Linked DNA regions of Hordeum vulgare: region 2 is linked to region 1. The links are chromatin contacts, called in public Hi-C maps. All regions are on one chromosome and are shown on one strand. The core of a region is the stretch at or near the end of the contact, and the rest is flanking DNA. Distances in the headings are between cores, read along the strand shown.

Evidence for each region. Hi-C and Micro-C count contacts between places; a contact is called where the count stands out from the background.
Region 2: a Hi-C map of leaf shows a contact between it and region 1, with 8 times the contacts expected there. The contact joins the promoter of LOC123438848 here to the enhancer-like site in region 1. A contact is called at or near these places in 3 of 6 Hi-C or Micro-C datasets (leaf and seedling) and 1 of 1 datasets of contacts at active chromatin or transcription factors (embryo).

Annotation. Positions count from the first base shown.
Region 1 is chr1H:380,155,908-380,163,417 of MorexV3_pseudomolecules_assembly, forward strand. It overlaps the pseudogene LOC123411595. Among protein-coding and RNA genes, the nearest start is that of LOC123411585, 73 kb to the left of the region's middle. Within about 2 kb of position 4,349, at least 2 of the 3 cell types and tissues checked have open chromatin away from gene starts, as enhancers often do. A contact at or near this core is called in leaf and seedling, where this site is marked.
Region 2 is chr1H:380,423,870-380,431,379 of MorexV3_pseudomolecules_assembly, forward strand. LOC123438848 (fibronectin type III domain-containing protein 1-like) reads left to right here and starts at 4,989. Exons shown (of 1, transcript XM_045115807.1): 1 at 4,989-6,341. The coding sequence starts at 5,218. The coding sequence ends at 6,033.

The DNA.
Region 1 (7,510 bases), core at 3,099-5,598:
CATCTTCACAACCTGCGTCGCCAACAATATCTGTTGTTGCTTGCCAATCAGAGTCTCAAAGACGTTCTGTACTCTCATATCGTTGGACCCGACATCATTGCAGTCGATGCCACAGTAGGGATTGGTCTCCTGCAGAGGTGGTCACTGGTCAGAATCACATGCGTGATGTGTGTTACGCAAATGCGAAATGAGACATCCAAACCAGCTTTTAATCACAGCATAAAATATGCTGCATTGACGGCATCAGGCAGTAAATGGTAGGATTGTGCAAAGCACATAATGTATTGGGTTGCCTTAGCCCTTCAGTGATATTACGAGGCAAACTATATTACAAGCACAAAAACACTAGGATCTGTACACACATCCGACTCAAAGTACAAGGCTGAGTGACAAAACAATGAATCAACAACAACATATTAGACGAGCGGACTGGGGGCATAAGACAACAGAACCATACATTACCTGAATTTGCTGAGATTTTACTGCAGTCAACGTATCAATAGGTGGCAAACCACTGTTTTCAGCCAAGGCTAGTGGAATCCCATCCAACACATCAGCAAACGACCTGATTGCATACTGCAAGTACAAAGAACACGATTAAACGATATTGCATCTTGTTGCAACTTAGCTGTTGAAACTCAGCAGTTACCTGCTCGGCTCCAGCATATCGATCTGCAGCAGCTTCAACAGCAATTGAGCAAGATATCTCAGCTGAGCCGCCACCATAAACAATAGAGTTATTGTGGATCAGATTTCTAGCCACACAGAGAGTGTCGTGAATACTTCTCTTGGCCTCCTCAATTATCATTTTGTTGCCTGCATGGTAGCAGCTGGCTTTATCATGGAAACTCCAAACGTAATTAATCTTTTAGCTAGTGCGCATATTCAATAAATACTAGCGGTATCAGGCAATGATTTTCTACTTAGCATAGTTGGTTGGGTAGCTACAATAGAAGTATGAGGTCTTACAATTCTTCAATAGAATTATCTTTTAGAATCCTACAATTCTTCAAGGAAAAGTAACACACAACCCACTGGTGCGTCATACAATCGCGAAGATATGAACGGTATGAATATTTTGTACCCATTCTACAAATCCAACTGGTTATGTATGACGAGGTACTCTCAAACTATTATCTGAGATAATGTAACCAACACAACGATGGGTCATAGGACCAGGGACTCACAAATTATGACCTAATTAAAAACCAATAGTATCATAAAAATTGTATTCATAGAATGGAGAAGTGAATGTTACAAAGAAATTTCTCATGTATTTCAGTGCACAATTCGCATGCATGCAAGATTAATAACTAAAATTATGCAAGTTTATTAAATTCGACAATTGAGTGCCAAACAGTGAAACTGTCATGTATCGATACTGCCAACACTGGTAAAATTGTTTGCACTGCATGCAACACAAAAGTATCTCAACTATATGGACAAATTGACCACTGATGGGTTGAAAGTATAAGCACACATGACCTAACAAAGGATGTGGGGATATGCACATGCAAACATGAAGGAAGAGATATTATCCATTGGAACATACCGCCCCGGATGAAGATAGTTACAGCTCTGGAATTTGCACACCTCTCAATGTAAAGCATTCGGTCCTTTGTTGTTCCAAATGACTTCTCTCTAACTAATCCAGCCTGTTCAAGCAAAGTATATGCAGATAAGCAAACCCTGTGAGATACAAGCAGTACAATACAAAGGAATCTAAACAAAGCAAGTCATTAAAACATAGCATAATTATATTACATTTACTTTAAAGAATGTATTACTTTTGCATGGTATCTTGATGGCAAACGTCCTAATTGCTAGGTGCTGAAGGAAAGCATTGGTTACACCAGAGAGAAGTGGCAACCCTACTCAGCTACCAAGAATCACATAAAGATTGACATTGTTGAGCATTCAATTTTTAGTTTATTGTCCTCAGGTCAATCAAGTCACCCTCACAAACCCACATGCGGCCAATTAAAGTCAGCGAACATCTTAACAATTACATGATAAAATAGTATCACTTATCTGTTTAACTTCTTAAATTGTTTGATACGCTTACTTATTAAGAAATAATACAAAGTACGTAACTACGTATACAAACAAAAACTCATGCAAATTAATAGCTAGACTCCACATATGCTCTGTCGTCTCAGCTACTTAAGATTTCACATACTTGGGGTTCCAAAATTAGACAGCCGACAATACAGCCTATGCATCATCAGAAAAAAGTATGTGTGTACATCATCAGAAAAATGTATTCCTTGTGTACAAAAAGAACACAAAACCAGTTGTACCTGCCCAAGCTTATCAGGAGTCAACTCTTGGAATCTTGGAACAATGCGCCCCCCTGCAGTCAGTTCTCAAATGTTAGATAGTGTATTTATAAGACATTCAGGTTCACAAGGAGAGGTACTCATATCAACCTGTAGCTATGGCAATCAATTCCAATTCAACACCACCAACCCATCTGACAGCAGGCAGGTTTCTTTGCATAAGCAAATGATTGGCTTCATCATCAAAACCCCATTGACAGATAACTAAAGTTGCACCAACATCCTGCAAGTGTATATGAATAAAAATCGTATAAGTATTTAAGAAATCAAACATGATACGATTCAAAGTGAATAGGCTTTGTGCAAAATCATAACTTTTCCCTACTATAGATATAAAGAAATTTTGTATGTTTTTACCTTGCATTTCTGAACCATTTCATCGAAGTATTTCTGCTCTTGCCCACGCAACGTCTGGAATTTTTCTAGTGTCAATGTCAACCTTATGCTTTGTCTTGGGCTTTGGGGGCTCAAATGGGCAGGTAAGGATGGCAATATTAGCATCCTCGATTCTCTTTGGCATTTGTGGGTGGCTCATATCTTTGTCAACAGCAATTCCATATATTAGCTCAGTGTCCTCTAGCTTCCCACCAACTTTACCTTCTACTTTAATCAAGTCCAAGTTTACATCCTTCCTTTCCAAATCAGCAACAGCAAGGACTGCCCTGACAGCAATCTCAGCAAGCAACCGCTTACAACGGTTAACACTGCAGTTTAAGAATGATGGGTCCAATCAGACAAACGGATAGAAATATAAACTGAATCTACCCTACTTCCTGGCAGATTAAAACATTGGTTGCATAACTGATAAGTTAAGAGTGAATCTCTTATGACTTACATCTTTGAGGACAGAGTTGTCACGCAGGTCTGCACCAAGGGCTCTATATGTGCAGCAGTGAACTCAAACCTAGTGGAGATACGTTCAAGGTGATCAAAAGCTATCTTGGAGGCCATCTCATATCCTTCGGCAATTCTTATTGGGTGAATACGACGCTCTAGCAGTTTCTCAGCTTGTTCCAGGAGCGACCCGGCCAGGACCACCAGTCCACCACCCCGGTAGTACCATCCCCAATTTCATAATCTTGACTTCGTGAAAGCTCCACCATCAGCTTTGCAATCTGGTTATTAACATCGATTTGCTCCAGGATCGTCGCTCCGTCATTTGCTAGAAAAAATCATAAGGGAGGCAATTATTCAGAAACCCTTTCCCTTCTTTTGGGAATAAAAATCGAAGCACTTTCCAACGGAACTAACAGCCCTACAGACATCTACAGTAGAACTCTGGACAGATACTGCGTAGCACACATCCAAAATCCCTAGCCCTTCGAAGAGACCGATGCAAGGGCCAGATCGCATGCAAGCAACGAGTACTAAAGAATCTTAAATTTTCCCGCGAAATAATAACAATACAGTAACTTAAGCTAGGCAATAAGATTAGGGGGCAGAGCGGGGAGGGGAGTGAGAGAGTGCGGTGGAGCAGTTACTGATGGTGACGTCGCCGTCGGGTGACTGGAGAATCTTGTCCATGCCCTTGGGGCCGAGGGAGGTGCGGAGGCTGCGCGCGACGGCCTTGCCGGCGGCGACGTTGGCCTTGTGCGCGTCGAGCCCCCGCAGGCGGGACTTGCTCTCCTGCTCCCTCAGGATGACGAAGGGCCGTCCAAAATCGTCGAACGCCAGCGCCATGGCCGCCGCTGCCGATGCACGGGACGCGCGCGCGGCGCTTCTAGAAGGGTCGGATCGCACCACTGGGGGAGGAGGAGGCGGCGCGAGGGCGTACCGGCGATCTTTTTTTTGAGACTTAGGAAGAAAAAAAGAACACCTTCACGAAACATCCAAAAGGACATGGGCTTCATCAATGGATGCGTGGGCCGGGCTGAATAGATGGGCTGAGTTTATGTTTATCCGACGAAAGAAAAAAAAACTCATAACCGTGAAGGAGATATGCGCGTCTCCGTCGGAGACCCACATCACCATCCCACGAATCTGTTTGAAGAACTTTTGAAGCGACCCGTCCACCTGCCCCGTCATCCGCGTGCTTTGTTCCTAAACTACCCTTGTACCTTCGCTGCCAAGCACCTACTACACGCTTGCGTGGGAGCTAACGTATGCATGATTTATTTTATTTTCGAATTTACATATCTTGCTCGGCAGACCATATATGGAGCGATTTATTCTTCAAACTGATCCCGGGTATTGCGTCTACAAAGACAAAAACCTCATTAATCCACAATATATAGTTTGACTAAATAATCGACAAAATATGGGAACAGAAGAAGACCACGTGTTGCTCTCGGGTGAAAACCCTAGTCATCGCTGCCGTCGACACACATCGTCGGGCAAAGCCCGCTGGCGGTTGGCGGTTGGCGGTTGTGGGATTTGCTTCTCTCGTGCATGTTGCTCTCGGACATAACCCTCTCGATGGTGGCGTGCAGTGAAGCTGTTTGTCGTAGTGATCGACCTTGGCTCGCGCAACAGGCCTGAGATGTTGCTCTCATGAATGTGGAGTGGCTAGGGTAAGCAACGGTGGGACGGCTTGGCGTGGCCACGTGTGGCACCACCTCCGTTTGATGGGTGATACAGTCCTATACTTCGTGGTGGATATGGCGCGGCGCGAGCAATGATTCATACTTATGAATTGTGATGGACTTGGGCTCGGCCCAAATCTGGCGTGGCGATGGCGGTGGGTTGGAGTTGTCGGGGTGGCGGCCCCAGACTTGGTGGTAGCAGCTTCGGCCAAGGATTGGTGTGTGTCTCAGTGTGGCAAAACGAGGGACCCCACGGATGGATTGGAGTTGGCTTGCGGCATGGTTGTGGTGGTCGGTGGGTTGTGGTATGTGATGTGCCGGTGTAGGCAGAAGGTGGTCGAGGCATCTCCAGGAGAAGTCATGTTTCCATCTCCTTCAAATCTAGCGACAAAGACACCAACAAATGGTGTGGTGTTCTTAGAAGCATCGTCGTGGAGCTGTGCTCATCACTCTCCCCACCACCTTGGCTTTGGAGGGAAAACACAAATTCGTTGGATCATGTAACGGAGGCGTCTTCATGTCTTTCTCCTCCTTGAGGCATCATCTTGGAGCCGCCTACGACTAGGAGACCGGTGGTTGGCGGTAGCTTGTCCGACCGGTTGTTGAGGTCGGGGTGTCAACGCCTATATCAGCAACGATGATGGCGTCAATATGATTTTGGGTCGTGGCTCGAGATAGGTAGTCGACTTTTTCCGATGCCCAATGTGTTCTTTCAAGGTTTGCTTGTTTTTTGTGGAGTTGAAGTTGTAGTGAATGTGTTCAGGTGGTGACGATGAGAGACACTTGGAGGCTATTTGCACTGGACCTGGTGACACAAGGCTTGCATATTTTTCTTGCAAATATCATCGTCAAAGTCAGAGTTGATGGTCGTTGGCGCGTGGGGCCAACTATTGGCATGTGTTGTCATGGACTCCCTGCAGCTATTTCACGCAAGCCTCATTGTTGAAGTTGAAGTCGCTTGTTCCAAGGCAAAACAATGATGATGGTGACGCTCGTGGGCCCTTAATTGATGTCTTTTATTCTTTGTAGCTCTATGATCCACGTCGGTGGGTAGGTCGTCCGATGATGCCCATTTTATATGGATTGGGTTGGGTTGTGTTGGTCTTAGCCTATTTTTCGCAAGTTAATTCAATAACTCTCACTCTCTTATTAATTAGTGAAAATGACTACTCTGTTACCTCGTTTTGAGAAAAAAGAACCCTCAGTACAATAATGCAGTTCAATTATCCGATTTTCTTTTTGTTTTTTGTTTCTTTCGGGGGAGGGGGTCTTTGTAGAAAACAAGACAAAAATCATTGCCTGCATCTTTTAGGATAGAAAAATCACTGTTTGAGAAATCAAACAAACGCGAGAAAAACTACAAGTATAACCTTTTTGTATTACTTAATTGATAGGAGCATCCCCAATATAGGATGGCGAAATGTGGTAGCGTCCAAAAAATCATTGTTTATGGCATTTTGGGCAAAAAAACGATGCTCCAACTAATGCCCCTATATGCATATGGTGATGAAATTTTTGGCAACCCCAAATTTCAGCCTTCGATGCTTTATATTTGAAGCACCGCTACGGGTGCTACAAAATCGAAAACTCGTCTCTCTAATGTCGAAATGTCAGCTGAAGTTACCCCACCACATAATCGCATCCTCGTCCACCTATGGTGTCGCCAATTTCAGTCGGTCCCATGCCACCATCGGCACCCCGCAAGCCATCTGGCCTCCATGCCGTCGAGAGACACCCCGTTCTCCTCCTCCCTCTTGCCACATCTCCGTTGTCGCTTGCGATAGTCGTCACCCCCTCGGCGCCCAAATATGGATATCTCATCATCACGGGATCCATCGTCCACATCACTCGGTCTGACCATTCCGTCCTGGGTCGCCCAATTCGTGCATCATCGCCCCTTGATTTGTCTCTCGTTTATTCATCGACCGCTTCGGTGGTGGACTACGTTGCGTGGAAGATGCCGCCACGAGTGCCACGTCGTACCAAGGCAATTGGTGATGGCCATCTGGGCACTTTGTCACTGAGATCACCCGTGTGGGGGGTCACAAGTGGCTCGGCCCCTTCGAGACCCCAGAGCTTGTCATGTGTGTGCGTGTGTCATAGTGGCGCTCCAGTATGGGCGGAGCCGGTTTGATGCCAACTTACCCTACATGGACAAGGACATGGAGTTCCTCACCCCTCTCATGCGGACCATGTCTCATAAGGAGGAGAAGGAAAATTGTTGCGTCGATGCGCAATACACCGCCAAGGCTTGGGTTGTGTTGCACATGGAGAATTTTGCTGAGTCCAATCAGGACATCGTGGCGGTGCAGCTTGCATTCCACACTGAGAGGGACAAGGATCTAAGAAAGAAGGGGGACAAGGAGTATGCTCGCGGGATCAACGCCGAGGTTGATGACTTATTCGACCAACTCGACAAGGATGGTTAGGAAAAGGATGAGGAGGAGGGGGAGGTGAAGCCGTCTACCTACAATAACCATGAGGCAGGGTCGTCCGACGGAAGGGCAATCATAATTGACTCCTACGATGACACCTTCCCCATGATGGCCCACTTTAGAAGTGAGGAGAAGGAGTGTGATGATCTATCATAGTGTTGTTTAATTATCTAGTCTGATGTTATTTTATGTTTAATGTTGAAAAATTCCTATC
Region 2 (7,510 bases), core at 3,739-6,238, 270 kb after region 1:
CAAATAACACGGACTTCCGGCCTCCTCCTGTCATCCGAGGGCCGGACGTCCGACCTCCTTCGGAAATCCGGTGCCCTTGAACAGAGCCAAAGTCTCGGAATCCGGCTTCCTTCGGACGTCCAGTCCCTGTTCGACTACACAGTGGTTCCTGATATATGTACATCCCTCGGACGACCGACCCCGGTCGGACGTCCGACCCCTTGTGGGCATCCGGACATCCGAAAACTACCGGACGTCCGACCACTGTCAGACTTAAGTGACCCCAACGGTCACTTTCCCCTCTCCACTATAAATACCCCCTCCCACTTCGTGAGAGGGTGCCCAACACAACCATATCCTCATAAGAACACATTTCTACTTCACACACATTTGCTCACACCAAATCTTAGATCCCAAGAGCATTTGTGAGCCCCTTTGAGAGTTGTTCCAATCAAAAGATAGATCGTCTCCCTCTCCTTCTCTCAACCCAAGATATTTGAGATTTGAGCAAGTTTTGAGCATTCCCCGTGATCTTGTTACTCTTGGAGGTTGGAGACTCCTAGGCGGTAGGAGTTCTTCGGAGAAGAATCAATCCGTGTGATTACCCCCCGAAAAAGTTTGTGAGGGTTTGGAAGCCACCTCAAAGGCTTACCACTAGTGGTTGAGAAATGCCTTCGTGGTGTTATCTCAAAGGGAGAATAGGGTGAGCCTTCATGGCATTGGTGTGCCTTCGTGGTAACATCCACCTCTCTAACGGTGACTAGCTTCCCTCCAAGGAAGTGAACATCGGGATACATCTTTGTCTAAGTGACCTTGGTTATCCTTAACTCTAACTCCTTACTTGTGGTTTACTTGTGTTACTTGAGCATACATACATTGCATATTGTTTGTGCTCATTATATTGCGTTGGCTATTTCTTTGTACAAGATTAATCGTTCAAGCATACCCTCTATATCCACATGTTCACACTTGCAGCTTTTGATATATCGTGTGCTATAGTGTGATCTAGTATCTTGTGTCATTCACCTACCTGTCATGTGATATAGCTCAAGTAAGTTTGTGTAACTTACTTGTGCTTGTTAGTAACCGTGTTGTGTCCATCTTGGTAGATCGTGTTGTTGGTGCACGTTGTGGTGCCTATTGCATTTAGGGTTTGTGCTTGAAAAGTATCCTCTTAGTTTATTTCCGCATTAGGTTTAAGACAAATCCGAAGAAGTTTTTAAATAGCCTATTCACCCCCCCCCCTCTAGGCGTCATCGTGGTCTTTTCAGTCGCCCATTTCTTTCTCCCTCATGCTTGCATTAGAATTTTGCTACTGTTGTACTTAGCTCCTATATGTGATGCATAGCTTAATTTTGATGAACTGCTACATTATTGTAGCGCACTTTAAACTATTTAGTATAGTTGGCTCAGCAATCCCCTTTGCCCCCTTATCGAGTTGCCCCGCTTTATCGTCAAGTCTCGATCCCTGATCGACGAGCCAAGACCCGACACAACACTTACACCTCCCTTAGTTGTACTACGTTGCAGAGCTACTATCGGGTACCGAGGGTGACACCTCGCGAAGTACTCATGATGATATCTCTGTAGTGCACCTAGTCGGTCGTGGTTATCGAGGGTGATTCCTCCTTCACCACTCCCGACGATGACTCTGTCATGCAACTCCTCAAGTGTGAGACCCTCGAGGGTGATTCCTCTAAGTCCACCTTGACGGTTACACCGTTCGGGATCCAACGAGGGTGATACCTCGGATCCCCCTGATGTTACAACCACACAGTTACTTGACCGTGTTACTGGGAACTTTGATGAATAATGTTTGGCGGATGGATTCCCGCGTGGATGTGTCGATGAGTTAATTAAAATGTTAATGGATTTGGGTATTTAATCTGGGTTGGTCGGAAGGCCTTATTACACACTAAACGTCTACGTGGGAGAAGTTATGGGTACTTGACGTCGTGGCATCAGTCGAACCTCTTCAGACGTCAGCAATGGAGCGGCGCGCGCCCGAGTGGTTCGGATAGGCATCGCGCTTGCAATAAGGGGTGCTAGGACTGACCTCGGCCGCCCACGCATCGTGCATGAGTGCAAAGGGTGATGAGCCCATGACCCCTACACGCTTAGGATTTAGACCGGTGGGCTGGCCTCTCTGTTGAGTCTAGGTGGGGCTGCGACGTGTCGATATTCCGAGGTCGGGCATGACCCAGAAAAGCTTGTCCGGCCAGAGTTTTATCGAGCATGACGGGGAATATGTTGTGCACCCCTACAGGGAAGAACTTATCTATTTAAATAATCGTGTCCACGACTACAGGACGACTTGGAGTTGTGCCCTAATCCTATACAACTACAACTGTTACTTAACTGGAATGTTGCTCTGGGATTGCTTCCTCGCAGGGAGTCGAGGAAGAATCTCTAGGTGTGACCTCATATTAATATTGCTGCAACAATATGACTATTATTTGTGTTACCTGTTCTACTCTCGTCTATTGTCGCAAGATCGTTGAAGATGCCAGTCTTCATTTGGACTAGGCCTTCTCTCTCTATTCTCGCATTGTTGCAGTCAGTCCACATATAAACCCCCTTCCTTTGAAACTGATGCATACTTAGCATAGTTCTGATGTCAGTCTTGAGAGTACTTTGGATGAGTACTCACCGTTGTTTGCTCCCCCTTTGTCCCCTTGATCCGTTGCTGTGACCAGATGATGGAGCCCAGGAGATGGAGTATCCCGCCGCCGACGACTGCTACCCCGACGGTGTCTACTACTACATGGAGGCCGCTGAAGACCGGGAGTAGTTAGGAGGCTCCCAGACAGGAGGCCTCGTCTTGTTCGATCGTTGCATCTTTTGTGCTAGCCTTCTCTAAGGCACCTCATGTTTAATGTGTGTACTCACATGTTTGTTGCTTCCGCTGACTCGTGTGTTTATCGAGCTTCTATATTCTAGCCCTCGAGGCCCCTGGCTTGTAATATGAAGCTTGTATGTTTTATTTGTGTCTAGAGTTGTGTCGTGATATCTTTCCGTGAGTCCTTGAGCTCGGTCGTACGCATTTGCGTGTATACTTAGCGTACGATCAAATCGAGGACGTCACATCGTGTTATAAACTTGTAGACTTGGACGATAATATTCCTAGGTATAACAAAAAAACTTCGGTTAATTTAATATAATCATGCTTCTAACATCATCCTCCCAATCATGTTGGTACCCTCGTTTCACTAAACTAATGCTTATGCTCAGGAAAGCATAATCATCATACAACACTTGGGTTAATCCTAGAGACAAGATTAGGAATTAGGTTTTAGCTTTTTGGATTCTACACGTTCTAATGAGTTTTCATATAAATCACATATTCAAGAAACATACCAGTTATAACACAGAATATAAATACTTAATTACAGATGTGGAAATAAGTAATACAAATATTATTGCCTCTAGGACATATTTTCAACCGACTCCCACTTGTACTAGAGTCAGTAATATAGTTCTTCAAAATCAATGTGAATCTTGGATTCACCAAAAGACCTATAAAGTACACCCACTGCCCCATAATATAAGAGTATTTTGACACTACACTAGTGTAAAAACGCTCTTATATTATGGGATACACGGAGTATAAACTAAGAGATTCAAGGAGTGAGCCACTTAAAGATATAAAAGTAGGGATGGCAATTGATGTTTGAACTCATAAATGGGATGAATTTCACTGAAATATACTTTATAAACTATAAATCCTTTCAATTTCCTTGTCATTTGATCACCAAACCTAACAGATGTATATAACATGCACTTTCACTCATGGAGCAGTTGGACTTTGGTGTCATGCTACACACTAGAGTGGTACTATGTCACTCTCGCATTGTTGAGCCCATGATATGGTCTGAGGAGCTCCCCTCCCAAAAAAAAAGAAGTCCATGGCTCATTGGGTAGTAAAGCCCTCCCAAATTTATCTCTCGAGGTGGTTAACGATAAGTTTGGCATGTAAGATCGGCTACGCGAATATGGACGTGTGTGGGGTGTTCTGATGAAGACGATGAGCATGACGTAGGATATGGAAGTGGGGAGCCCACGGCTCAACGGTCATGAGGAGAAATCAATAATGGCAAATTCTTGTTGAGGGGTAAAACGGGCAGTTTTTCATGTCTATCAATAACTCCTTGATCTCTTTGATGGGTTCCTATCTTTCAGAAATGATCCCCATGCATGCCTCCTTCAAAGTAAGAGAGCTATAACATCTTACTTTCGGACATCTGACGAACGTTAGATCCAGCGTGGCTGTCTTACATAGGTTTTCATTTTTCATAACGGTTCTTTTGAGAACGGTGGAATCCCCTTCCTTCCCATCTGTGCGCTTTCGGTAGGTGAGAAGTTCAATTTCTTTATTCACATACATTCTTTCTAGAACCGATCAAGTCCACCTCCTACCCGTGTCGTCCACGAGGCACGGGGTTCGTTCCTTTTTTTCACTCCCGTTATTTTGACAACTGACTGAGTCCACCCCCCTTCCGCTGCATTTGGCAAGGGAGAGGATCAGTTTTCTTTTTCACGATCGTTATTTCAAAAACGAGAGGGGACCCTCCCCCGCCTCTTCGGCAGGTCAGAGAATCCTTCCCCTTTTTCACGCCCGATCTTTCGAGAACATCCGGCGTAAATATTAGGATCCGCAATTTATTGAGCACCGTAATTATTTGATATTCCTAAATCGACTAGGAAATAATAGTAGCAAAATCACCGGTCAAATACCACCCGATCTAAACACGAGATACATGCAGGCGTACATAAATGTTTTAACGGTCATTTTTTTTAGAGAACGGGCCTATTTCTAAGTCACTGCACTCGCTTGCAACGAATGAGACCGAACGGAGAGACGATGCCGGTTCCGTCCCAGTAGACGGAAGGAACCGCACCGGCGCGTAGAATAGACCAGGGTGCGCGGCCGGGGCCGTACCGCGACGCAACGTCTCCCCCCACCCGCGTCCCAAATAAATCCATCCATCCGTCCGGCCACTACAGCATCGCCCAACCACTCCTCCCCAGTCCCGTCCCCTCCCTCTCGAGCGAGCGGGCGAGCGAGCCAAGGCGACAAAAATCCAAGCTGCAGCGCACGCTCCAGCAATCCGAACCCACCCAACCACCGCACGCCCCGCGGATCCTCCTCGTGCTCCGCTCGCGATCTGCCTCCGCCCGAACCCAACCACCTCCTCGCCGGAGATGCGCTCCCGGTGATCCGGAGGGAGGACGGGAGCGATGAGGTGCAAGCTCCACCCGTACGCGAACGCGCTCGGGGTGTGCGCGCCCTGCCTCCGCGACCGCCTCCTCGTGCTCGCCGCCGAGCGCGACCGGGCCGGGGCCGGGGCCGACTGCAGCAGCAGCAGCAGCAGCCGGGGCAGCTCGCCCACGCGCGTCGCCGCCGCCCCGGCGCAGCAGCACCGGCGCTCCGACGCCTGCGCGTACACGTCGTCCCGCCACAGCAACAGCCACCGCCCCGAGCTCCTCTTCTTCAGCACGCCGCAGGTCGGCCCCGCCACCCGCGCCGCGGACGACGAGCCCCGGGAGAGCGAGCGCAAGAAGTCCTTCCACCGGAGGCGGTCCTTCCTGGCGGCGCTCTTCGGCGGCGGGCGGCGCGGCGGGCGGGAGGAGGAGAGCGAGGGCAAGAAGGACCCGCCCCGGCGGTCCACGTCGTGGCTGTCGGCCATAGTCCGGCGCAAGCGGAGGCCGGACGCGCCGTCATCGTCGCTGCCGCGGCCGGCGGACGAAGAGCCCGAGTCCCCAGGAGGCAGCACGAGCAGCAGCTGGTGGTTCCCGTCGCCCTCCCCGGCCAGGCACCACCAGCGGCGCAGCAGGCCCGGCGGATCAGGCGCCAGCGGCGACGGGATCTCGGGGTTCGCGGTGTGCCTGAGCCCGCTGGTCCGCCCCAGCTCGGGCGGTCCTCGGCGGCGGTGCCAGCAGCCGGACCCGTCGACCCTGGGCGAGAGCCACCGGCGGCACCTGTCGGCCAGCAGCGCGGCGTCCTTGGGGCGCAACACCTCAAGGAAGCTGGCCGACATGGGCAGGTTCCGGTGACGCACCCGCCGCACCGGTCCGGCCGGCGAACCGCCTCCTCTTTTCCCCCGTCAGAAACAAAAATCGTCATCTTGTTGTCCTCCCGCAAAATTTGACCTTTTGCTGATGCCATGCGCTGTCCCTACTCGGTGGGGTGAGAGAAGAGAGAAAGATAATGGAATCAACCCAGCCGTTTTGTTTTTCAGTTTCTTGTTTGAACATAGCAGCTCCGCTGGCTTGTGTCAATTGCGACGACCTGGGCGGCCAGGCCCAGCTCAGCTCAGGTCGCCTCATTTCTTTTGTCTGAACGTGTGTTCTCTGACCTCTGACACCTACGACTTCAATTTTGTTCCGCTCTGCCCTCCCATTTATTTACGTGCGGCTGTAATGTATTGCTTCGAGAGCTCGTGCACTGCCGCCGTGCCTGTGCCTGTGTTTTTACCATTCATGTTTCGAATTCTCGGGAGGTGGAAGACGACTGCTAGCGGCATTGTTTAGCTGCGAGTAAGAAGCTTCTCCCGGTCCCGGGCAATGCGTGTGTCAGTAGTACTGTAGTATGTCTTATTTTCTTTTAATAATAAAATGAAAAGTGGATAAAGCCTTGTACTAGTGGGCATTGGCGAGGCGAGGGCAGTGATTAGCTTAGCAACACTCCTCCCTTGGGAACTGAGATGGCATCGAGCTCGAGGGAGAGACGCTGGAGAGAGTGAGATGATGAAGACGCGCGCACGCGCTGCCGGCGGTGCGATCATGAGCATACATAAAAGAAGGATAAACAGGATGAAAAGGAAAGCAACGGGCGCATCACATCACAATTACCATCGATCATACAGTAATAAGCAACGGGAGATCATGAGATCAAGGCCTCGCGCTGCCGCTAGGGCGCACGCCACATGCACACAATCGCCATGATAATGCAATGCAATGCCATGGCTGGCGGTGCCGGTGCGCATATCCTTTCGGCCTCGACGTGGGCGGCTGGCTCCCCTGGCTAACAACGACGGCCTCTGTGCTTCCCATCTCCCCACGTAGCACTGTTACGACTACGCTACGGTCATCTAGGCAACACAAAACACCACAAAAGCGGACGGGCGCCTCTTTCTAGCCTCTCCTCGACGAGCGCCCCGCGGCTGCAAATTCCCACGCCTTTCTTTGTTTTGATCGGACAGCCGATGCCAAAAAGAGCCCGTCCGTGGAGCACGCGGCCTTTGCCTAGGAACAAGGTCCAGGAAACGGACCCGATTCCTACTCATCACAAAACTACAGCTAGACCACTCCAGTAAAAAGAGAACAACCTCCAAGCGCATCACAGCGCACCACTCAAGTGCTATCTATGATAATACCACTGCAGCAACGGAGTATAAAAAGAAAAAAAAGATTCAGGCAATACAGCAACAAGCGTAGCTACCGGCAATCAGTAAATAACTCGACCTGTTGAAGCAAAAAAAAAAAGAGAATTAGACCAAATCCATGAGATCCATCCATGACTGCCGACTGC